Regions from separate parts of the Sus scrofa genome. Here all the other regions are linked to region 2. Evidence: chromatin contacts called from public HiChIP or PLAC-seq data. All regions are on one chromosome and are shown on one strand. Each heading gives the region's core, a stretch centred on a gene start, on an enhancer-like site or on the middle of the called end of the contact. The rest is flanking DNA. Distances are from core to core; before and after follow the strand shown.

What was found. HiChIP or PLAC-seq counts read pairs in DNA pulled down with a chosen protein or histone mark.
Region 1: an H3K27ac HiChIP or PLAC-seq map of alveolar macrophages shows a contact between it and region 2. The contact joins the promoter of QPCT here to the promoter of CDC42EP3 in region 2. A contact is called at or near these places in 2 of 47 Hi-C or Micro-C datasets (embryonic fibroblasts and epiblast stem cells) and 1 of 2 datasets of contacts at active chromatin or transcription factors (alveolar macrophages).
Region 3: a contact with region 2 is called in an H3K27ac HiChIP or PLAC-seq map of alveolar macrophages, with 3 times the contacts expected there. The contact joins the promoter of PRKD3 here to the promoter of CDC42EP3 in region 2. A contact is called at or near these places in 1 of 47 Hi-C or Micro-C datasets (embryonic fibroblasts) and 2 of 2 datasets of contacts at active chromatin or transcription factors (alveolar macrophages and skeletal muscle).

The regions. Positions count from the first base shown.
Region 1 is chr3:102,821,684-102,824,383 of Sscrofa11.1, forward strand. It overlaps QPCT (glutaminyl-peptide cyclotransferase), which reads right to left and starts at 1,407. Exons shown (of 7, transcript XM_003481245.4): 1 at 1,154-1,407. The coding sequence starts at 1,273.
Region 2 is chr3:102,537,421-102,540,319 of Sscrofa11.1, forward strand. CDC42EP3 (cdc42 effector protein 3) reads left to right here and starts at 1,445. Exons shown (of 3, transcript XR_002342770.1): 1 at 1,445-2,103.
Region 3 is chr3:102,840,812-102,843,692 of Sscrofa11.1, forward strand. PRKD3 (serine/threonine-protein kinase D3) reads left to right here and starts at 1,333. Exons shown (of 19, transcript XM_013996212.2): 1 at 1,333-1,517.

The DNA.
Region 1 (2,700 bases), core at 157-2,656, 280 kb after region 2:
ATATTCCTCAATGGATGTTACTCCCACTGAACCCCCATGGAAAGCTCTTCTTACCATGAAGTTATTATTGAGTTGACTATCCTCATCCTCACCAGGTTCTCTATGGCTAGTGGTGTCCACGTGTAAGTGGGGCATGTTATAGCCCTTGAATGGTGAAACTAAAAGTATTACTCATAGGACTGAAGGGGCGATTCATGTACATATGCTTGTGCCTGGGCGGTGGAGCATGGGGCTTTGAGAGGGCCTGTACGTTCACAGGGTGCTCAGTATTTCAAACCTCTGAGTTGATACTGACATTCTGTAACCATTCAAAAGATCTTTTAAACAATATGATCAGTGTTTATATCCCTGCTGCTTTTTGCTTTGCTGCTTTATTTAGTATCTTTGAAAGTATACCATTTTACTCCAGTACCATTAACTTTTGCTTAAGTCCCTAGCAATTACAGGATTTCAAAACTGTTACACAAGAAAGGGAATAATTGCGAAGCTATTTACTGCACGCAGAGGCAACTTGCAGATCATTTTTATCCTAAATTCCATATGTGAAATTTCCACCTACTACTCGATACATTTCCCTGACGATTGCATTTTACTCTCTTTGAAGAAAAAGAAAATGTTAAAGTAAAGCTGGTCTCCATTTACGCGCCTTCGTTCAGAGCTGATCTGCTGAAAAATCTAAAACAGACCAACACTAGTCCGTGCTGACTGCCTGGAAACTTCAGCCTTGGGAGGGCTTCCTTGGATGTCGGGGCGAGGCAGCAGCGGGCACACCTCCCGGCGCGCCCGGCTCCCTGGCGGCGGGGAGCTCGGAGTCCGCGCGCCTCTCAGCTCCCGAGTGGGCGGCGAACCGGCGATGCGCCCTCACCTCCCTGCTCCGCCGCAGAAAGCGAGTCACGCTTCCTGTGTCTATTAGTACCCGCAGCAGACCGCAGCGGAGGGGAGGCCGGTGACATCACCCAGCTCCCGTGGCGTACCCAAAGCAGCCCGGCGGCCAGCGAGGAACATTGGCGAGGACGCAGAACCCCGACCTCTCGGGGCTCCGGAAGGGAGGACCTCGGCTCTGCCTTGCCTCCCATCTTGTCTAGACTGGGGCTCTGGGTCCCGCACCCAGCAAGAGCCACCCAGGTACAATCGCGCAGCAGCAACCCCTCACCTTCTCCTGGGTCCATGCTGCCGCGCTCCGACTGACCCCCTGAGCCGCCAGGGACAGGGTGGCCACCAGCAGCAGCAGGTGGAGAGTGCCCACGAAGCGCCGGTCCCCACTGCCTGTCATCTCTCCAGGACTGTCCCGACGCGGGTTCCCAGAGCCGCCGGCGGTCACGAGCCCGGGAACGCGCGTCCTTCGCCTTCCCCCCCTCTCCACCCTTGGGTCGATAGCTCCCGCCTCCCCATCGCCTCCCGGTCGCCTCCCCACTGCGCTACGCAGGCCAAGGCCGCTTCTCTCCAACCCCCACCTTCCACCTTAGCAACCCAGAGGCTGGGCTGTCCTGGGAGGCACAGGCTTCCGAATCCATGGGAACAGAGACGGCCACTTCCTTGTCTAGGAGAGGAAGAAAGGAAGGAGGGAAGAGACGTGGAAGAAGCTTTTTTTTTTTTTTTTTTAAATCTCCATTGCCTGGGGGTGACTGAGAATACAAAGGGAAGGGAGAGGGTTTCTCAGACCCTGTGAGGTTAGGAAGTGTTTTCCCACGGCTCATTAAGAAGGGATGGACAGGGATCTACATTTACTGAATACTTATGTGCCAGTCACTGTCCTAGGTGCTTTTACGATTTTCCCTTACTTAATCTTCATAACCATGTGAGGTAGGTATTAATTCCATTTTACAGATGAGGAAACAAAGCTTGAACTGGAACCGTCAAACATCCTTTATAACAGCCCATCGTATCTTTCTCTCTCTCTCTCTCTCTCTCTCTCTCTCTCTCTCACACACACACACACACACACACACACACAAATACTTAGCTTGCCTTATAGGAGACAGACCATCGTACTCCCAGACTGAGAAGTATAATTGAGGTAAATTATCTGAAATAAATGAGATAATGTTCACAGTGGCTGTTGAGGCAGCCATCTCCTCCAATCCATACCCTACAAAAGGAAAGCCTAAATACAATGTACTTATTTACTTCGTAACATCAAAAATCACTTACCAAGATAATCCTAGAAACAAGCACTATCTCAGTTTTGTCTGCAGGTTTCTGGTCTAAGTTGTCAGGCAATTACTTCATCATCCTCTTTTCCTTCCAAAATGAGGATTAGGGCATGGGCTGCTCTGAGTCATCTCCTAGTAACTTTTAGATCCCAGAAAAAAAAATATATCAAAATAATGACATTGACACAGACCTACTTCCCAAAGAGCAAAGGTCTGAAGGTAATGGAGTCCGCCAGAAGGCTCACCCACTCTACTCTGTCTTCTTAGGCTTGGCTATAAGAGTGAGTTTGAAAAGGGAAAGGGTTGACCTGGAGATACACCGTCTGCCCTCCTCTGGAGCTACAGGAGAAGACAGGATGGAAATTCCTACTTTCCTGATGTTCAGAATTACTAATCCTATTCGTGTCTCAGAGTTTAGAGTAGCAATTCAAATCTTCAGGTGCAAACAAAATTAAATAGCTTCTTTAGTACATCCATGGACAGTGCTTCTGATAATCAGACCACCTCAGAATACTGGTATACATTCAGAACAAAACTACTGTCACAT
Region 2 (2,899 bases), core at 195-2,694:
AAAATAAGTAACTCAGTTATATGGAAGTAAAGTCTCTAACAGCAGCTAACAACAGAGCAAATGAAAAAAAAATTTCACACAAAAGACATGCATAAAGAATGTCTGTGTGCAAAAGGAATTTTTCATGTGGTATTTAATAAATATATATGCATACTATTTGTACTTATAAAAACACCATGTGCAATTAAAGCTATGCATAAATATTTATAAAAATACTTTCATCTAAGTAAGCCAGTAACATTTAATATTTTTCAATAAATTCATACATAAAATACATACATTACTGCCAAATGGAACATATATTTTGAAATATGAACCCCTGGTAAAACACTCAGGAATCTGGAGTAAAATTCAGGTATCTGCCAAAGGAAACTTCGGAGTAGTTGTCATTTGAAGAAAGGAAACAATGCTGGGTCTCTTATCTTCACCGACTGTTTTGCTTGTCAGATTTCTAACATCACTTCAGCTGAGTTTTGTATTTGACTTCCAACTTCATGGCCATTTGACCTGCCAACTATTATTTTCTTTTAACACTCCACCCAAGTATGTTGCTTTCCAGAACGGTTGTGTCCGTTTCCTTTTCACTTCACCTTAACATCAGCCGAGGGTTACAACGAAGACTTAATGTGCACCCTCTAAGGTTTCAGATTAACCCAGGGGCATTATGGTGACGACCTGATGCTGATATCGCTCTGGAAAGTCAAGGTTCTCCTGGAGGATCGCTCTTTGTGCCAGGATTTCCATTCAACCTGAGAATCCCGGGGCTGGGGCCAGGCTGCGAGTGCTTCACTCTCGCAGGTTCCAGCCCCCACCCCCAGGCCGAACGTGCGGGCTGGGACCTTACCGCCGGAAAACGCCGCCCTTTCCTGTCGCCTACTCATTCCCCAGGCCGAGAACTCAAGGACGAAGAGACGGAGACGGATTAAGAAAATTAACCAGGTCGACGCTTGGCCTCGAGGGAAGCAAGGCGGGGCGCGCAGCGGCGGTGGCTGGAATGACCGGCGGGCGCAGGTGCTGCCCAGGGCGGAATTTTACGCTCCTGGGCCGGCAGCTGCGGTACTTGCGCTCGTCTAGAGCAACCGCCACCCGCTTCCAGCTTTAGCCAAGTCTCTTTGAGGCACCCCGCAGGAGAGGAAACGCCTCCCGGTGGACTGGAAAAACCTGCAACATCGGCTGTTCGCGTGCCCACTTGCTCAGCCGGCACCCCCGGGCGTCTCTTGTGCGCCAAATCCACTCTCCGGGTTTTGGCGACATCTCCAAGGGGTTTGGGCTGGAAACTGACAGAAGCCCCCCCCCCCGCAAACTGGAGCTGAGACTGGCCCGGGGACCCAAGGCTCGGCCGGCGCGGCGCCGTCAGGTGGCCTCTCTTCCCCAAGAGTCCGCCGCCCGCCAAGCCGGAGCCTTGCTGGGCTGGATCGACTCGTTGGGAGGAGGAGAGGTGGGTGTACGAGGTTTAGTACAGGTGTCCGGGGTGCAGGCAGAGTCCCTTTGTCCTCTGGCACCCAGCAGCCAGTGCCTCTTTGAACTGGGCGTCCCTGCGACCTTCCTTTGTGCCAAGGGAGCGGAACACATCTTCTCGGAGAAAAGCCCCACCCCTGGAGGTGGCGCTGGGGCGGTAACAATAAGCGCCCATTGTCCGCCAGGGGCTTTCAAGCCCGGCAGCTGGCGACCGGGGTCTACCCGCCCGGGGCCGGAGCTCAGGTACTAAGGCAGGGTGGTGCGGCCAGCGACCCACGGCCTGCGCCCCGCCCCGGCCCGCCCCCTGCGCCGCCGGCCCCGCCCCGGCCCGCCCCGCCCTTCGCAGGTTCAGCCCTGGCGTCCGGCTGCAGTGCTTTCAGTATAGCTCGCACCTTCCCTCTCTCTCCACGGTGGCTGCTAACGGCGGGTTGCGCAGCGGAGGGGCCCGAGCTGGGGGCAAGCCGGGAGTCCCCGGCCTTGGGCGCCTTCACGCAATCTCAGAGCGGATAATGCTGTGAACTGGCGCCGCGCCCGCCGACCCGGCTGGATCTGCGCGTGGCGGGCAGGGACTGCGTGCGCCCTCGGAAAGTGTCGGTGCCGGGCGCCTGGCCCCGGGGCCAGCGGCTGGGATCCTTGGCGCCGCTGGTGAGTTGCCGTCTGCCCACAGCTCCTTTTCTGCGCGTCTGTGAGTTCGTCCGACCCGCGGCCGTGGCCGCTTCCGGCGTGCGCGGGGTCTAGGCTTGGAAACGCACGGGGAACGGTTATACCGAGGGCATCACCTTCCAGCTGGTGTCCTGAGGACCAAAGGCTGTATAAAGCAAACTGAGAGGGGTGCGGGCGGCACGACCAAGACGCAGAGCGCCACCGTTTGTGCCCACCACTTTTCAGGGTGGGGCTGCGCGGCTACACTGCCCCCTCTGAGCCATTGACAGCCATTCTGGGCGCTTATTGCATTTTTCCATCTGAGAACAAGCCGCACATGGCTGCCGCTCCCCTCCCATCGTGGACTGGCACCAGGGCCACACAAGGGTGCACCGCGCAGAACTGGGATGGCAGTACCCGCTGGGCGTGTGTCTCTTCTCTTGATGGGGGGCATTGTGGCAGGGGCTCCAACCTGCAGATCTGGCAGTTGCTTTTTTTTTTTTTTTTTTTAACGGTGGTTTCTGAACAGCTGGATTGTTTTCAAGGTTTGCCTTTTGTTTTGTTTTTCCCTTTTTCCTTGAAACTGCCTTGATACAGACAAGTATTAGACGTGTGAGGACGAATGGATGAGGCCAGTAATTTTTTCATTGTGAATTATTATAGTCCATCCCCCTCTCGACTTCGGGAGGCATGTGTTTCATCTTATAAATAGAAAGTAGCATATTTTTTGGCAGGACCTCCTTTATACTGTACAGTCTAGGAGAGGTCAGTTTAAAAATAAATATGCACTTGAATGTTA
Region 3 (2,881 bases), core at 83-2,582, 300 kb after region 2:
AATAGCAGAGTAAGACTCGGTATAAAATACAATTAGATTGAATTAGATATTACTGAATGTGAAATACTTAGTATCTTCTAATTCCCAAAAATATTTCAGAGATGTCTTTTTAAAATATAGCTTCAGGAATTCCTGCTGTGGTGAAACAGGATTGGAGGCATCTTTGGAGTGCTGGGACACAGGTTCGATCCCTGGCTTCGCATGTTGGGTTAAGGATCCAATGTTAAGTTGAAACTGCGGGTTGGATCTGATCCCTGTCCCTGAGCATCCAACAAAGAAAAAGGAAAAAAAAAGGGGGGGGGTAACACTATAGCTTCAGAGTAGACCAGGGTTATACACAATTTTACTTGCCCATCTTTAATATAAATGATTTTAAAATTCCATTTAACTTTAAATCCAGGGAAATCTATTAAGAGTGATGACCTGGTATAAAAAGTGGGGACCCATTTAGCTTTCTTTACTTTCTATTCTCAAAAACTGCCTTCGACCTCTGCGTAGTAATGGATATAGATTGTTGACTGTGGCCCACCTGCTTGTTTCAGTGTATTTTACTTGAGTACTTTTGCGATGAAATTTGGATATAAGGAGAACTAGGAACAATGGGTCTCAGCCGCTCATGCCTTTCTCTCACATAAAACATGTAAAATTTTTCACCTCATGTATTTTTCCTCTAAATTTCACCCCACCTGCGTCCCCCGTCACCGTTGTCAAAGTCACGTGGAAGCCAAGGTTGGGTGACTCTTCGCTGCACTTCACCCCGACGGTAGGTAACACATTCGAGTTTAAAGACAAGTAGGATACACAAAAAACACTGGAAGCAGAGACTTCTCAGAGACTGCTTTAGGCGAAGGGCGCTCGGAGCATCTGCCTTGGTGTGGAATGCCCGGGGCTCCTGTGCCAGGCGACCACCTGGACTACAAGCACTCGGGAGGGAAACGGGGAGCAGTGAGAAGATTTCTCAGGGAGGAAATTGCTCTCTGCTGCAGACCTCTTACAAGTTCCGCGTCCAACTTAATCACCTCTTGGCCCCTGGCCACCATCGCCTCCATCAGAGCGGACGACAAAAACAGTTCAGTAGCAATAATGGGTATCAAGGACAGTGTGTAACTGGAATTAGTACACGGTCGCAGCCCGCTCCCCCGCGGTCACGGAGACGCCAGGACTTCGAAGGGTACAGAGCGAGCCCGAAAGCACCCGGAGCTCCTGTTGCCCTGCGCTATATGTCAAGACAGTGAGCAACATCCCCGCGTGGCTACCACCGTGTCGAGCCCCCGGGGAGACTACAGCTCCCGACAGCCCCCGCGCCGGCCGCGCGCCCCCGCCCCTCGCGCGCCCCCGCCCCGCACGCCCCGGCCCCCCGCCCTCGGGCCTTAGGACGGGACGGGGAGGAGGGAGGGAGGAAGGGGCGCCTGAGGCGGGCGGGATTCTGCGAAGCGCGTGAAGCCTCGCTGGCGTCTGGTCCCGGAGTCAGACGCTGGCGGGCGCGGAGTTTCTCACGACCGGCGGAGCCCGCTTCTGTAAGTAGTCGCCTCAGGGAGCGCGGAACAGACACCGAAAAAGTTAGCGCCGCCGCGGCGGCCGCTTTGTTCTCCCGGCCCGTGGGGTGAGGCGGCAGCCCCTCCCCCACTCACCCGCACGCGGCGGCGGCGGCGGGTCTCGGACTCCGCGCCGGGCTGGGCGGCGGCCGCCGGGGCTGGGTGGTAAGTTGGCTGAGCGCGCCGCGAGAGGAGCGGGCGGTGGGCGCGGGGGCAAGCTGGGGCGCCGGCGCGGCCGCCAGATGGGGCCAAGTTCCGGCGTGGGCGCCGACGCCAACTCGGAGTCGCGCTCCACCAGCGACCACCGCGCCGGGCCCGTAGCTCACAGTCTGTTTCCACGTCCCCCCAACAAGCTCCCCACGCCAGTCCCGCGTTACTCAAGCTGTCGGATTTTGGGTTAGCCTTTCCCTTTGATTTTCTCCACTTTAGTTTGTAGTTGTCTTCAAGGGTGAGTCAACGGTGCTTAGAGAAGGAACGTAAGCCCCCACCCCGGTTTCCTGACTGTGTGTAGTTTTGCAAGTTGCAGCGTTGCTCCGAGTCGGTTTCATCCCTGGGAGCTTTTTCTTAAGATGAAACACCGAGAAGCGTGACTGTTTCTTCGAGCAATAAATATAACCACATACTATTAGATTGCCTGTTGGATATTTTATTTCAAGTCATCGCCGACAGCAGCATAGGCCTTGCCGCGTGCAGGCACGAATGTAAAGCGAGCGACAGCGTGTGTGAGACTTGCAGACTTTTCCATACACAGATTGATGGCTTGGACGTAACTGTCTCTTCAGCCACACCCATCCCCACAGGAAATAAGACTATCGGTGTCATCTTTGATTAGGAAGGATAAGTTACACCCTGAACTACTATTTTGTTCGACATAGCTTTAATGAGCTGTAGTCGTAAATGAAACGAAAATGTTTAAAATTCTGTGATTTGTACCCTAGAAAATGTTATCCTGTTCTGTTTCTACTTTGTACTTAAGGCTGCAGTTCCTAAAGTCTTAGCCGCTCTGATTTTGCTTAGATCAAGCTTACTTATCAACTTTAAGGCAGTGAGGGTGGGGAATACTTATGAATTTGCTGCTGAAGGCGCCCATAAAGTTCCTCGACCGAGGTCTAGGCCACTTTTACTTAATAAAGGAACGCTTTCCTCCTTTCCTGTTAGGATCTGGATTGAGAGTAAGCATGGACATTCAGTCAAAAAAAGTTACAAGTTTTAGTAAAATTATTTAAAACGTGTCAAAGAAAGCCTATGTTAGTTAAGTTTTGCTTCTTAGGTAATAGAGATGTGATAGGCCTGATCATAGGCGCTTGAATATTTGACAAGCCTTTTCCATCCTAAATTCTATAATT